3 separate regions of the Mus musculus genome follow, and all the other regions are linked to region 3. The links are chromatin contacts, called in public Hi-C maps. All regions are on one chromosome and are shown on one strand. The core of a region is the stretch at or near the end of the contact, and the rest is flanking DNA. Distances in the headings are between cores, read along the strand shown. Region 1 has its middle 23 kb from the start of Rnf182. Region 2 has its middle 22 kb from the start of Gm29676. Region 3 has its middle 9.2 kb from the start of Gm2233.

Region 1 (3,980 bases), core at 882-3,381, 350 kb before region 3:
ATCAGCATTCTGTATGACTAGTGAGATGTTTAATATCTTTTATAGTCCCAGTGTTCAATTTGACTTTCAGTTCAATACCTTTCCTGTCCAGTTCTGATAAAACACTACAAGTCTAAATGCAAAACATTTATAGTATCAACACATACATCTTGAGATGTTACTCAGTTACAGGCAAATTTTCCCTTCTTTTGTAAGTGTATTCTTCATCAGGTAAACAGAGCTAGTCACTCTACTTTTGAATGTTCAAAACGTAAGAATCACATGTTCTGTCTTTATCTATTATGCGTTTAGATATCCTGAAGAAATATAGCAGTTATTCTGAGCTAGTACACTTGGATATGTAAGTACTTTATCAGGCATGAACCCATCAGGAACTCACAAAGCAGGGCAGTGGAGTGTCAAAGAAACAGGGTTAATTACGCAGAGCTTCAACTCTTGACTCAATTTCAACTATTACCTTTCTCCACAGTAAAACGCTCTTATATTTAAAAGTAATGCTAGTGAGGATAGAGCCACTTAAAGTAATGCTGATTCACAAACACTTCAGTGATGCAAAAGTATAATTTAATAGCAGGAGAAGTAGAGCTTTGAATGGAGGAAGGAGAAAATTGTATTATCCAAAGGCTGCCAGAGGTGAGCATGTCCAATTGACTCTCATTTCTTGCGGCATTTACTTGGATATCTTGTATTTAAAAAAAAAAATCAGGTCAAGTTTTTTATGTATTGATTCACTTTTGTGATTGATTCTAGTAATGAATAATGGCCGTTTCCACAAAGATTGGGGAAAATACTTTTTTTGTGGGAAAGATGTTTGCTAGGGCAGTTGAGTTTTTAAGCAATGAAGAAAGTGTGTGTTTGTGTGAGAGAGAGAGAGGGAGAAAAAAAAGAAGAGCTCTCAAGGCAGAGATAGAAAAATCCTGGGGTTCCCTGGCCGGCCATTCTAGCCAGCTGGTAAGCCCCAGGTTCAGGAAGGGGCCCCTGCCTCCATACACATTTAGGTGTGTATGGAGTACTTGTGCACACACGCACACAAACACAAAAAATAAACACACACATAAGAAAGAGAGAAACAGAACAAACTCTTCTTAGCATTCACAAGGTTCTGGGCTTTCTCCTCATCACCAACAACATGCTGAGCTTCTAATTCAAGGAGAGACTGTGTCTCGAGGCAAGAAGGCAGGAGAAATAAAGGAAGATACTCTATGTTTTGCTCCGGGCTTTGTATGCATACGCACAGGTTTGCAAGCATGTATACGCATGTGCACACACCATATACAGAAAACACATGCACCATAGAAGTAAGAAAGAAGTGCAACCCAGTTTTTTTTTTTTTATCACAGAAGTAGCATGTAATCGTCGTAAACATGCTACACCACAGAGATGCATACATTTAAAAGCAAAATTTCTTTTCCCAGAATAACTACTGCTTGTACTTTGCTGTATCCGCTTCCAAGGCTTTCAGCGTGGACCGGCTGGTGTTGAGTGTGGGTGTGGGCTGGTACGACACTGCAGTTGCTGCCGTCTTAAAAGCATGCACAACATCATGTACCTTGCTTTTCTGCGTTGACTGTCTTGTCTGTGACACCTTGCCACCCTGGTCCTGGTAGAACTGCTGTATTTGATCTGATAGCTGCATCTGAAGATCGTAATACGATTTCGTTATCTCCTCTCCTTTGATGGGCATTTGGGTTAGCGCCAAGGTTTTTGTCCCCCTGTCTCAAACAACGTTGCCGCGAGACGCTTGTATAGGTGGTTTATGTTCAACAAGCAATTACTGCTGTGAAACATGACGAGGAAATGTTGGCTACACAATTCTGTCACCTCGGAGTGCTGAAACCTGCATTATTTAAACCCCATTCAAAAACTTACATTAGAAACAAACCATTTCCATCAGAACCGGGTTAAAGTGGGGATGCATGTTAAAGAACCCTCTTACTCCAGATGGGATACAAAGCTTCTTAAATTGAAATTCATTGCATGGGGCTCTGATGGGCCTTAACAGATGGAAAACAATCTCACTTGGCCGGTTATGTAATTCAGTGATTATCGCGGAGCCCTTCAGACGGCGGCGGCGGCAGGCAGAAGGTGGACAGGGGAAAGCTCTGTGGGAAAGTAGGGCCGTGAGTTCCCATGGCTCGCACACCCTTTGCGTGTGTCTGCTAGGGTCAGAGACTCCACATCTGAGAAGTGAGCAGTGCAGTGCGATCTGACTTAACGACTAACTTTGGGATCTTGGAAATTCACGGAATTTCTTACGTGACCTTGGCGGCAAGGTTGGGGGCGGCCATTCTACCTCTGAAATGTGCCAGATTGAGCCTTGAGTACAGGATACTGTGTTCATTCGAGAGCTAGTTGTTGAGCTCTGTATGTCAGGAATGTAAGTTGCTAGGGGACCTGGGTGTAAATAAAATAGAATAAATAGAATCTCTTTTTTAATTAATTCATTTTTTCTGTCAAAAGTGAAACTGTTTTGCTCTTCAGCTGAAAGTAACCAACCAATCTACCTGAGTCACCAAGTCACAGCTCAGCAAAGCCTCCCCGCTGCGCACTGGCTTCTTGGTAATGTGGGGCTGACATCATAACGAATGTGTTAACCAAATCGAAGGATCCTCACTAGAGTCCATCCATTTGAAGGGATACTATTTCTCCTGCCTCTGGGCTTCATTGCTCAAGTTAGCAACAATGTCAACAGACACTGAAGCCCTCTTGCTCCCTGTCTTCCATCCTCCCTCCCTCCCTCCCTCCCTCCCTCCCTCCCTCCCTCCCTCCCTCCCTCCCTCCCTCTCTCCTTCCCTCTGACCTGTTAACAGGGAGCAAGCATCCAGAACAGATATTATCATATAGTAGACACAAAATAAATCGTATCGAGTAAATTGCTATAGATATTTGTTATATAGATACATCTTTCGACTTTGGTTACAGGACACAGAAAAATCACATTCTGGACCTACCAGGAAGTACTCCCTGTTGGCTAGCCTTCACACTGATGGAAAGCTTTATGCAAACTTTGGGATGCAGGGCACATCAATAGTCTTATCTGGTGTTGGACTCAGCACACTTCAATAACGACCCACCAGGCAAGAAGAGACCATTTCTGCAATAATGCAAGGCTGGTTATGGGGGTAACCAGTGGCTTTCTTGATAGGATTTGAGGTCTGCTTCATAGGAGACAATTCTTGGGGGTATACCAAAAAAAAAAAAAAACAAAAAAAACACACAGATAAAACCAAAACCAAAACCAAAACAACAACAAAACAAAACAAAACAGAAAGAAAACCATGACAGGAAAATCATACGATCTACGGGAGAACCTATTGTTGTTCATTTTCTTTCTTTCTTTTTTTTATTTTTTAAAAGATCTATTTATTTATTTTGTGTATATGAGTACACTGTAGCTGTACAGATGGTTGTGAGCCATCATGTGGTTGCTGGGACTTGAACTCAGGACTTGAACTCAGGACCTCTGCTCACTCGGCCCCTGCTTACTCTGGCTCTGCTCGCTCTGGCCCAAAGATTTATTTATTATTATATGTAAGTATACTATACTATAGCTGTCTTTAGACACACCAGAAGAGGGTGTCAGATCTCATTATGGATGGTTGTGAGCCACCATGTGGTTGCTGGGATTTGAACTCAGGACCTTCGGAAGAGCAGTCAGTGCTCTTAACCGCTGAGCCATCTCACCAGCCCGATGTTAGTTTTCTAAATGATTATATTGTCAAGTTGCCTTGCAAACATGTATGTTTCTAGCCTTAGACTTACACAGGTCAGAGAAGCTCTTATTGCTGCGGATAGTGGTTTAAAGTGCTTAGCTGTAAATAGTACCTGTGCATCACTACCCATCCCAGGCTCAAGGAATGCATTGAAGAAGATCCTGACAGATCAGTGTTTGATGGCTGCTTGAGGAGGAGAGGTGCTTTTCTTTAGGAGCGTGGCCACTGGTATGTTCCCTGTGCCCCAGTGGGAGACGCCATGCCCAT
Region 2 (3,675 bases), core at 995-3,494, 340 kb after region 3:
TCACATCGCGAAGGCTGCTGACAGGGCCTCCCATCACGACATGCTCACATGCTGCAGCCTGGACTGAGAATCTTCCCCTGGTGGCCCAGGCGTGAGGGTCTGGCCTGTACCATACCAGCGTATGGTAGTTATGAAATGGTGGAACCTTGAAGAGGTGGGACCTAGTGAAGCTAACTGGGAGCAGGTAGGTGAAGGGGATATTGGAACTACAGCCCTTTCCCGTCTCTCTCTTTGGTTGCTAGTGGCAACAAGGTTGGATTCTCACTACTTATATGCTCCTACCATGAGGCATTGCTTCACCATAGGCCCAAAGGCAATGAGGCTAAGTAGCTACGCACAGCTACTCCCTTGAAACCTTAGTGTCCCATATGTTTTTTTTTTCATAGCGATGGAAAACTAACTCATTGTGCTTTCATTTATTCTATAATCTTAACTATACCAGTAGGTCATGTATCACTTGGTGACACAGATACCTTCTGAGAAATACATTGTTAAAAAGTCTCTCACCCAGTGATATAATCTTATAGGGCCACTGTCATATATGCAGGCCATTTTTAATGTGACAGATAACTACATATGAGAAAAGAAAGTTATAGACAGCAGAGGAAGGAGGAAGTGAAGAAGATTAAAAAAGAGACTTTGGATCAGCTTAACTTATGATTTTCTAGACAATAAAGTTAGGATGAGAAACAATTTCTCCATAATCATCTCTACTTAATTAGTGAATTTTCCATTCTCAATAAAGCAAAAGGGTTTGGCACACCAATAATTACACAGGCCAAACAGAAGGAAGGATGCCATTTGAAGGTCTGCTCTCAAGAGCTCATACTTTTTAACCAGAACCAAGGGAAAGAGACAGTCTTTTTGTCCACCCCAAGGCTCTGTGGTCATGTGCCTTTTTATATTTGCTAACTCATCTTTGGCTTATATCTGACAGGCACTTTTGAATCTATCAGCCATCCGTGAAGGCTTCTTAGTTTTCCGGAGAAATAGCCCTGTGTTCCAAAGAGAGACAGGCTGAACTTGAAGTCAGTTACCTGGCATTAAGTTGTGGAACTTAACAAGTGGCTTGAACATCTCTGAACTTTAGCTCTCTCACTTTTATAACCCTGACATATTGATGGCCACCTCTTCAGATTGCCAAGAGACTAAATGCAATGCATCTTGTCTTCTGAAACATCCGGTAAAACGGTTAGGTTCGTGCGTATGACAGCCTTCCGAGGAAAAGGATGGATTCTTAGAGATGTCAACCGCAGCATCAGCATCACAGACTAATCAGGTGTCAAGCACACTGGCTACTTACCGCGATGCCAGTCCACTGCTGAAGTCGGACCACTGCTGAAGTCACTGACTGTGAGGGTTAACTTTTACAGACAGCCTGACTGAACTCGTCATCTGTCACCTAGGAGAGACATCTCTGCACGTGTCTGTGAGAATACTCAGGAAGGGTCAGCTGGGGAGCAGAGACCCACCTGGGATGTTGATGGCACCATTCCAGGTACTGTACAGACTAAAAATGCACAGAGGGAGAAACCTATTGAGAGCCAGCATTGATCTCTCTGTCACCATCCCCCATGATATAAGCAAGCAGGCAGCCTCCTGCTGCCAGGCCTTCCCTGCCAGGATAGACCGACACTCAGACCCTTGCAAAATAAACCTTTCCTCCCCTGAGTTGCATCCCACCAGGTTTTTGCTCACAGCAGAGAGAACAATAACAGATACACCCATACAGATATTTTCCGATGAAATTAGAACCACCACAAAAGGAAGTTTTCACTTTATACAATTCACGCGGCTTTCATCCAATGGGATGGATAAAAACACTGTTTTGAGCATCTAGGTTAATAATATACATCACTGACATAAAGAAACGGAGAACTGCTGTAAGATAAAACAAACCTCTCCCGGGCCTTACGTTTTTGGTATAGAATCAGCGATGCTGTGAATGGCTCTTGTCCACACATTCTTCTGTTGCCAAAATGGGCCTTCCTCCTAGAATGACAGCCAGGCAGACGCTCAGCAACTTCCCCAACCATAGCTGGATGCAGCGATTGTCACAAGTGATGAAATATGATTAGCAAATTACAGCTCTGGTGTTTTATTTTAAGGGCACATAAAGAAAATGAATGGATTGAGCCGTTTTGCATTTTTTTTCCAGTTGAATCATTTAAAAATGACTGGGTAATGGAGAAGGCAAGAAGGATGGCTGGAAGAAAAAGGCACAAATAACACGCCACTTCACAGCCTATCAGCATAATTCATCCTTGCCTCCCGTCCCGAACTGTTGTACGGTGTTGCTGTACATGGCTAAACAGCTGCCATTTATTTCTGGCATCTTTATTTTAGCGCTGGAAAAATTGGCCTGGAATTCTCTTATTTTGTTTCATATAAAAGGAAAAAGATCACATGGGAGCCGCATCCTAGTTTCACATGGTGTTGTCGTTACTACTTAGGTCGCCCACAGGACTTGAGTAAAGGAGTCAACTCATCCTGTGGGTGTAGGATGTGTCCTGTCTTCTACCTTCAATAACTGCCCCGCTGCAAAGCCCGGGGTTTGTGAGATCCTGTCAGGATCCTCCAAATGCCTCCTACAGGAAACAGCAGCTGCTGCCTTTTGTGTCTGTGCTCCAATCCTAGACTTAGAACTCTTTACGCCTCTCCCACAGAGTTGGCAGGGAAGCAAAATTCCATAAGCCCCTTATTTCTCATTTATACGTGCCATTATAAAATTAGAGGCGCATTCCTTTGGAAATAAATTTGGCACTGAAACGTGACTACTGAAGCCCAGTTAGGGATATAGTGTGTTTGAAATTGTGAGGACTTGAAAGGCTAAGCAGGAAGAGGGCCATGAGTTCGAGGCCAGCCTGCACAGTTTGAGGCCAGGCTGACTACAGTGAGAGACCCTGTCTCCATAAACAATGAGAGAGGCAGGATCGTCAGAGGGAGAAGAGAAGGAGGAGGAGGGAAGGAAAGAGAGGGGATGGTGGGAGGGAAGAAAGGAAGTTTTAAGTACATATTTCAGACAGTAAAGTTATAATACTCAAAATGACTATAAAAAAGAGACTTGGGTGTGAATTCAAGCTCTACTGCATGCCAAACCCAAGATTTGGGAAAGTCATTTATCTTTACAGAAGTAAAGAATTTTTAAAGTGGATTAAGAAATATTACTTTATGGTACAAGTAGATTAAAGGGCATGGTAATATTTGGTAGAAGATATTATGATTATGATATGGGTTCAACACTAGTATTGCTCAAGTTAAATGCATGACTAAAATTGGATTATAAGGCAGGATGATGAAGCTATACCAATAGGTCATGAAGCAGCATTGATTAAAACAGTTTCTCCTTTCTGAATGATTCTAAATGCAAATCTTATGTTGTTCAGACATGTTAGAAATCTCTGACTTGTGGCTCAGTGAACAAGTAGCTTGCTATGCAAGTGTGAAGACTCCAATTGGATTGCAAGAGCCCATGTAGAACTGGGCACAGTAGTGAACATCCCAGCCCTCCTATGGGGAGATGAGAGACAGAGACAGGAGGACTTCTGAAAGCTCGGGAGCCAATGAGCTTCGTGTACCCAAAAGTGAACAAGAAATCTTGTTTCAAGCAAAGAAAGAAAGCAAAGACTGACATCTGAGGTTGTCTTTTGCCCTCCATGTGAATGCCATGACACG
Region 3 (4,037 bases), core at 1,155-3,654:
TTCCTTTGGTTCCCAACACTCTCATCAAGAAGCTCACAACCATCTGTAACTCTGACATCTCTGGCCCACTGGTCACCAACACACACACACACACACACACACACACACACACACACACTAAAATAATCCCCTTTTAAAAGAAAGAAACTTCCTCCTAAACATTTAGGTAAGGATTTACATATGAAAGCTCATCTTGGTACTAATTATAATCACACTTTCAATGCCTATGTTATTTAGGACAAAATACAGTTTATGTCTAAAGACCCAAATGTGTACTAGTATTTATCAAGAAACTTTTAAGCCAATTTTTTTAAATGAAGATATTTGCACTCTCAAATTCAAGAGGTGAGAAGTTGGCCAACAGGGCAGATCAGCAGATGCCATTTCTTGGGGATCCATGCTGCCTTCTTTAGCGCTCTGCTGGATTCCATGTCTCTGGAAGATGGGAAAGGCCCCCAGAGGAGCTCTTGTGTAATATTTTCCGCCAAGTCTGGAAGCAATCTACAACACTTCCATTTTCCATGGAGAACGCAGCCATGTCGCCACACCTGGAAGTCACTGACTGGGTAGCCCGTGTACCCACGCTCTCACTAACTGGGTAGCCGGTGTGCCTATGATCATTTTATTATTATGGAAGCTACATATGCAGCTTCCAAATCACTAAAGGAAAACAAAGAACAAGGTTTATAGATAATTAAAAAATATGTGTCACGAACATGTGGCAGTCCCCTAAACCACAAAGGCAACTTAGGAAAATTGTCATTGCAAGATACAACCGACCAAGAGCTGAGACATTGTAACAACTGGGTCAGCTGTCAACACGTCTGTTTGGTGCATGCTTTGGCTTAGAAGCCTGTGAAGTTGTCAATCGTACCTTGGAGACCTTCTCTTTTCCTGGTGTCTGTCTTCCATTAGAAATGGAGACTAAGAGTGGAAAGAAAGATCCCAAAGAGATGTGGTATAACTGGCTCACAGCCAGTCACAACTCACCTGCTAGTGACTTTGAAAGGACTCCTTACCATAAGTGTGGGGAGCCATTTCCTCGTGGGGAGCAACTTCCCAGCAGCCCTGCCTCACCCAGGCATCCTCACCAGCTAACTTGCGAGGGAAAGACTCACATTCCTCTTGTTGTTTTGTGTACCTCATGAATTGACACACATCAAATGGACACCTTGGATTCAGCGGCGTACACTTAAACGTTTAAGGAGTGTTTAAGGGTTCCGTTTTCAGCAGACAGCACGCACATCAGTTTTTGAGGAAGCTCCAAGATGCAGCCAGGGCTTTATTTATCAGCACATTTGCATGTGGTGATTGATTCTTGAGCCAGCCAAACACATCTAAAAGAAAACTCATTTAGTGCAAAATAGCTTTAAAAGTGACTGCTTTCAAATGGACCGCCCTGTTTAAATGATCCTCAGGATATAATTAGAAGAAATTGGAGTTTCCTGAATGAGAGAGAGAGAGAGAGAGAGAGAGAGAGAGAGAGAGAGAGCTCACAGACTTGTGTAATGGTCTGTGTACCATTTGCCTTTGGAACATCTTGCTGCCCCATGAACAAACTAAAATTCTGTCATCTTTGGCCACCTATTAGTAACCAAGGTAATGTAATTTGGGAATTATTCATATAAATGATCACTGTCCAAATAGGACCTAGTAGCTAACATTAGATGATTGTCAAACAGCTTATCCTCAACAGAGTGAAGAACTTCAGGTCAGACAGAGCTATCTCAGCCAGAGGAAACCTGATACAACCACGCTTGGTGTCAGCTATTAGAGATTAAAGCCTGCTAAACTTTCAGGACATGCTCGCACACTCCTGGGTAGCGCCAACTTTTCAAGATTTGAGCCAGTTCAGCAAGTAGCGTCAGCAGACCAGCATCTCCTAGGCAATGAAAGTAGTTACCATGGAAACCCCAGAGCTGCACCCATCAACAGCTTTACAATTTTGACAGTTCAGAAAGTGACTATTTTGGAATTTCAATTAGAGTAGAAATACACACATCTAGATGAACAAAGTGTTTTAAAAGTCTATAGGAAATTAGTTACATACATGTTTTTCTCTTTAATCAGAAGACAGCTCCTTAAATATATTCTGTATGTGGAAATGGGCTTCAGGAGCAATGTGGAAAGCACCCAGTAAAGAGAAAAAAAAATGCTAAAGTAAATGTATCCTTGTTCTTTCTCTGGAAAAGAAATAGGCACACAGAATAACTAAGTCGTGAAAATGACCAACAAATTTTTAACAGAGTAGCCACAAAATGCCCTGCTTACTAAGTCAGAGCAGTGCATATTACTAAGGTTTTGTTCTTTTTTAGGATTTTGTATTTGCTTGTTCTGCATGGTGATGCTGCTCTGGATGAATCACACTTCTTGTGACTCTGCTTCAGAGTCCAAGCTATTCTGTCCGTTCCATGGTAACGGAGAAGAGGATGCCTGAAGAGCTTCGGACTGTAGGTTCCAAATCTGCGTCAGAACCTAGGCACCCTGTGCCCGGGTCACCCTAGTCAGCAGACAGCTTAAGAGAAAACAGTGACACCAACCAATCCTTCAACAGAAACTCAAGCCCTGTTAAGAGAGCACAGGAGGGTTGGGGCGATGGCTCACCGGGTATGAATATTTGATGCTCAAGCACGAGGACCCAAGTTCAAATCTCTAGTGGCCACCCACATCAAAAGATATGCATGGGTATGCACAAGCATATATACCCCAGTGATCTGTCACAATGAGACAGGAGGATTGCTGAACCTTGTTGTCCACCAGGCTAGCTCCAAGTTCAGTGAGAGATCCTGACTCAAAGAAATAAAGCAGGGATTTAGACAGCAGATGACTTCCTTTGGCCTTGCTTGCACACCGTTTGCACACGTTTACACATACATCACTGTACTTGCAGGCTAGTTTTATGTCAACTTAACACAGCTAAAGTCATCTGAGAGGAGGGGAACTTAATTAAGAAAATGTCTTCATGAGATCAGGCTACAGGCAAGCCCATAGGGCATTTTCTTAATTAGGGATTGATGTGGGAGGGCCCAGCCCATGGTGGGTGATTTCATCCCCGGGCTGGTGGTTCAGGGTTTTGTAAGAAAGCGGGATGAGCAAGCCATGAAGAGCAAGCCAGTAAGCAGCATCCCTCCATGGCCTCTGCGTCAGCTCCTGCCTCCTGGTTCCTGCCCTGTTTGAGTTCCTGTTCTGACTTCCTTCGATGATGAAAGGTGATACAAAAATGTAAGTCCTTTGCTTCCCAATTTGCTTTTGCCAAGGTAAACAAACTTTCTGGCCTAAAAGGGCCATGAAAGCAAAGAGGCATTTCACTGGAGACCAGAACAAAGAATCGAAATTAAACCTTGCCAACTAAACCCAAAGCAGAGGATCCTAATACCCCTCCCGACCACACACAAACATGCGCACAAAGTCCTGCCCTAAAGATATCTTGAAGAGACAGTTGAAAGCCATCTGATTTGGTATTCTAACTCTTCCCAGGGCTTAGCCTGGGACTGTCATATAGAAATTACTGGGTACAGACTTAATGGAGCTATTGCTAAACAAGTGAACAAATCTCCTGCTCACAGGTAGATACATAACTGGATGCAAACATGAGGAGTAACAGAGTATTGAAGAACACATGAGCCAGGCTTCTGATGCCAGGGACCGACCCAGACTGCTAGAACTTTTTCCTATGAGTGAAGGGTTCTTGGAGCTCAGGGCTGGGGGCTACAGATATTCGGTAGCTACCCAGGAAGTATTTACTGGCACCAGAACTTGTCCTCTAGGAGAGCGCAGTACCCAATCTGAACAGCTGAGATGTCACTCCAACCCAGGACGTGTGCTCTTTTGACTGACACTGTTGCACTGAGAGTTTACATTTCCTCCAGAGACAACTGTTAAACCTCATTCTTTAGAATTGTTTTAACGTTGTTCTGCCTTGGACAGTGAGCAGGCCCCCCTGTACTGTCAGGGGCTTAGAAATAAGTATCAGCCTACTCAAGGAAGACGGGTGTTTGAAGAAATATTTAACAGGAAGTCTCCAGTCTTCACCCAAT

Evidence for each region. A called contact is a pair of places that touch in the nucleus more often than the background predicts.
Region 1: a Hi-C map of cortical neurons shows a contact between it and region 3, with 2.2 times the contacts expected there. The contact joins two enhancer-like sites. A contact is called at or near these places in 2 of 484 Hi-C or Micro-C datasets (cortical neurons and embryonic stem cells) and 1 of 115 datasets of contacts at active chromatin or transcription factors (embryonic stem cells).
Region 2: a Hi-C map of cortical neurons shows a contact between it and region 3, with 4 times the contacts expected there. The contact joins two enhancer-like sites. A contact is called at or near these places in 2 of 484 Hi-C or Micro-C datasets (both in cortical neurons).

Annotation. Positions count from the first base shown.
Region 1 is chr13:43,590,535-43,594,514 of GRCm38.p6, forward strand. No RefSeq gene overlaps it. Among named protein-coding and RNA genes, the nearest start is that of Rnf182, 23 kb to the right of the region's middle. Within about 2 kb of position 2,132, at least 12 of the 459 cell types and tissues checked have an H3K27ac peak or open chromatin away from gene starts, as enhancers often do. A contact at or near this core is called in cortical neurons, where this site is marked.
Region 2 is chr13:44,280,532-44,284,206 of GRCm38.p6, forward strand. No RefSeq gene overlaps it. Among named protein-coding and RNA genes, the nearest start is that of Gm29676, 22 kb to the left of the region's middle. Within about 2 kb of position 2,245, at least 17 of the 459 cell types and tissues checked have an H3K27ac peak or open chromatin away from gene starts, as enhancers often do. A contact at or near this core is called in cortical neurons, where this site is marked.
Region 3 is chr13:43,937,702-43,941,738 of GRCm38.p6, forward strand. No RefSeq gene overlaps it. Among named protein-coding and RNA genes, the nearest start is that of Gm2233, 9.2 kb to the right of the region's middle. Within about 2 kb of position 2,405, at least 14 of the 459 cell types and tissues checked have an H3K27ac peak or open chromatin away from gene starts, as enhancers often do. A contact at or near this core is called in cortical neurons, where this site is marked.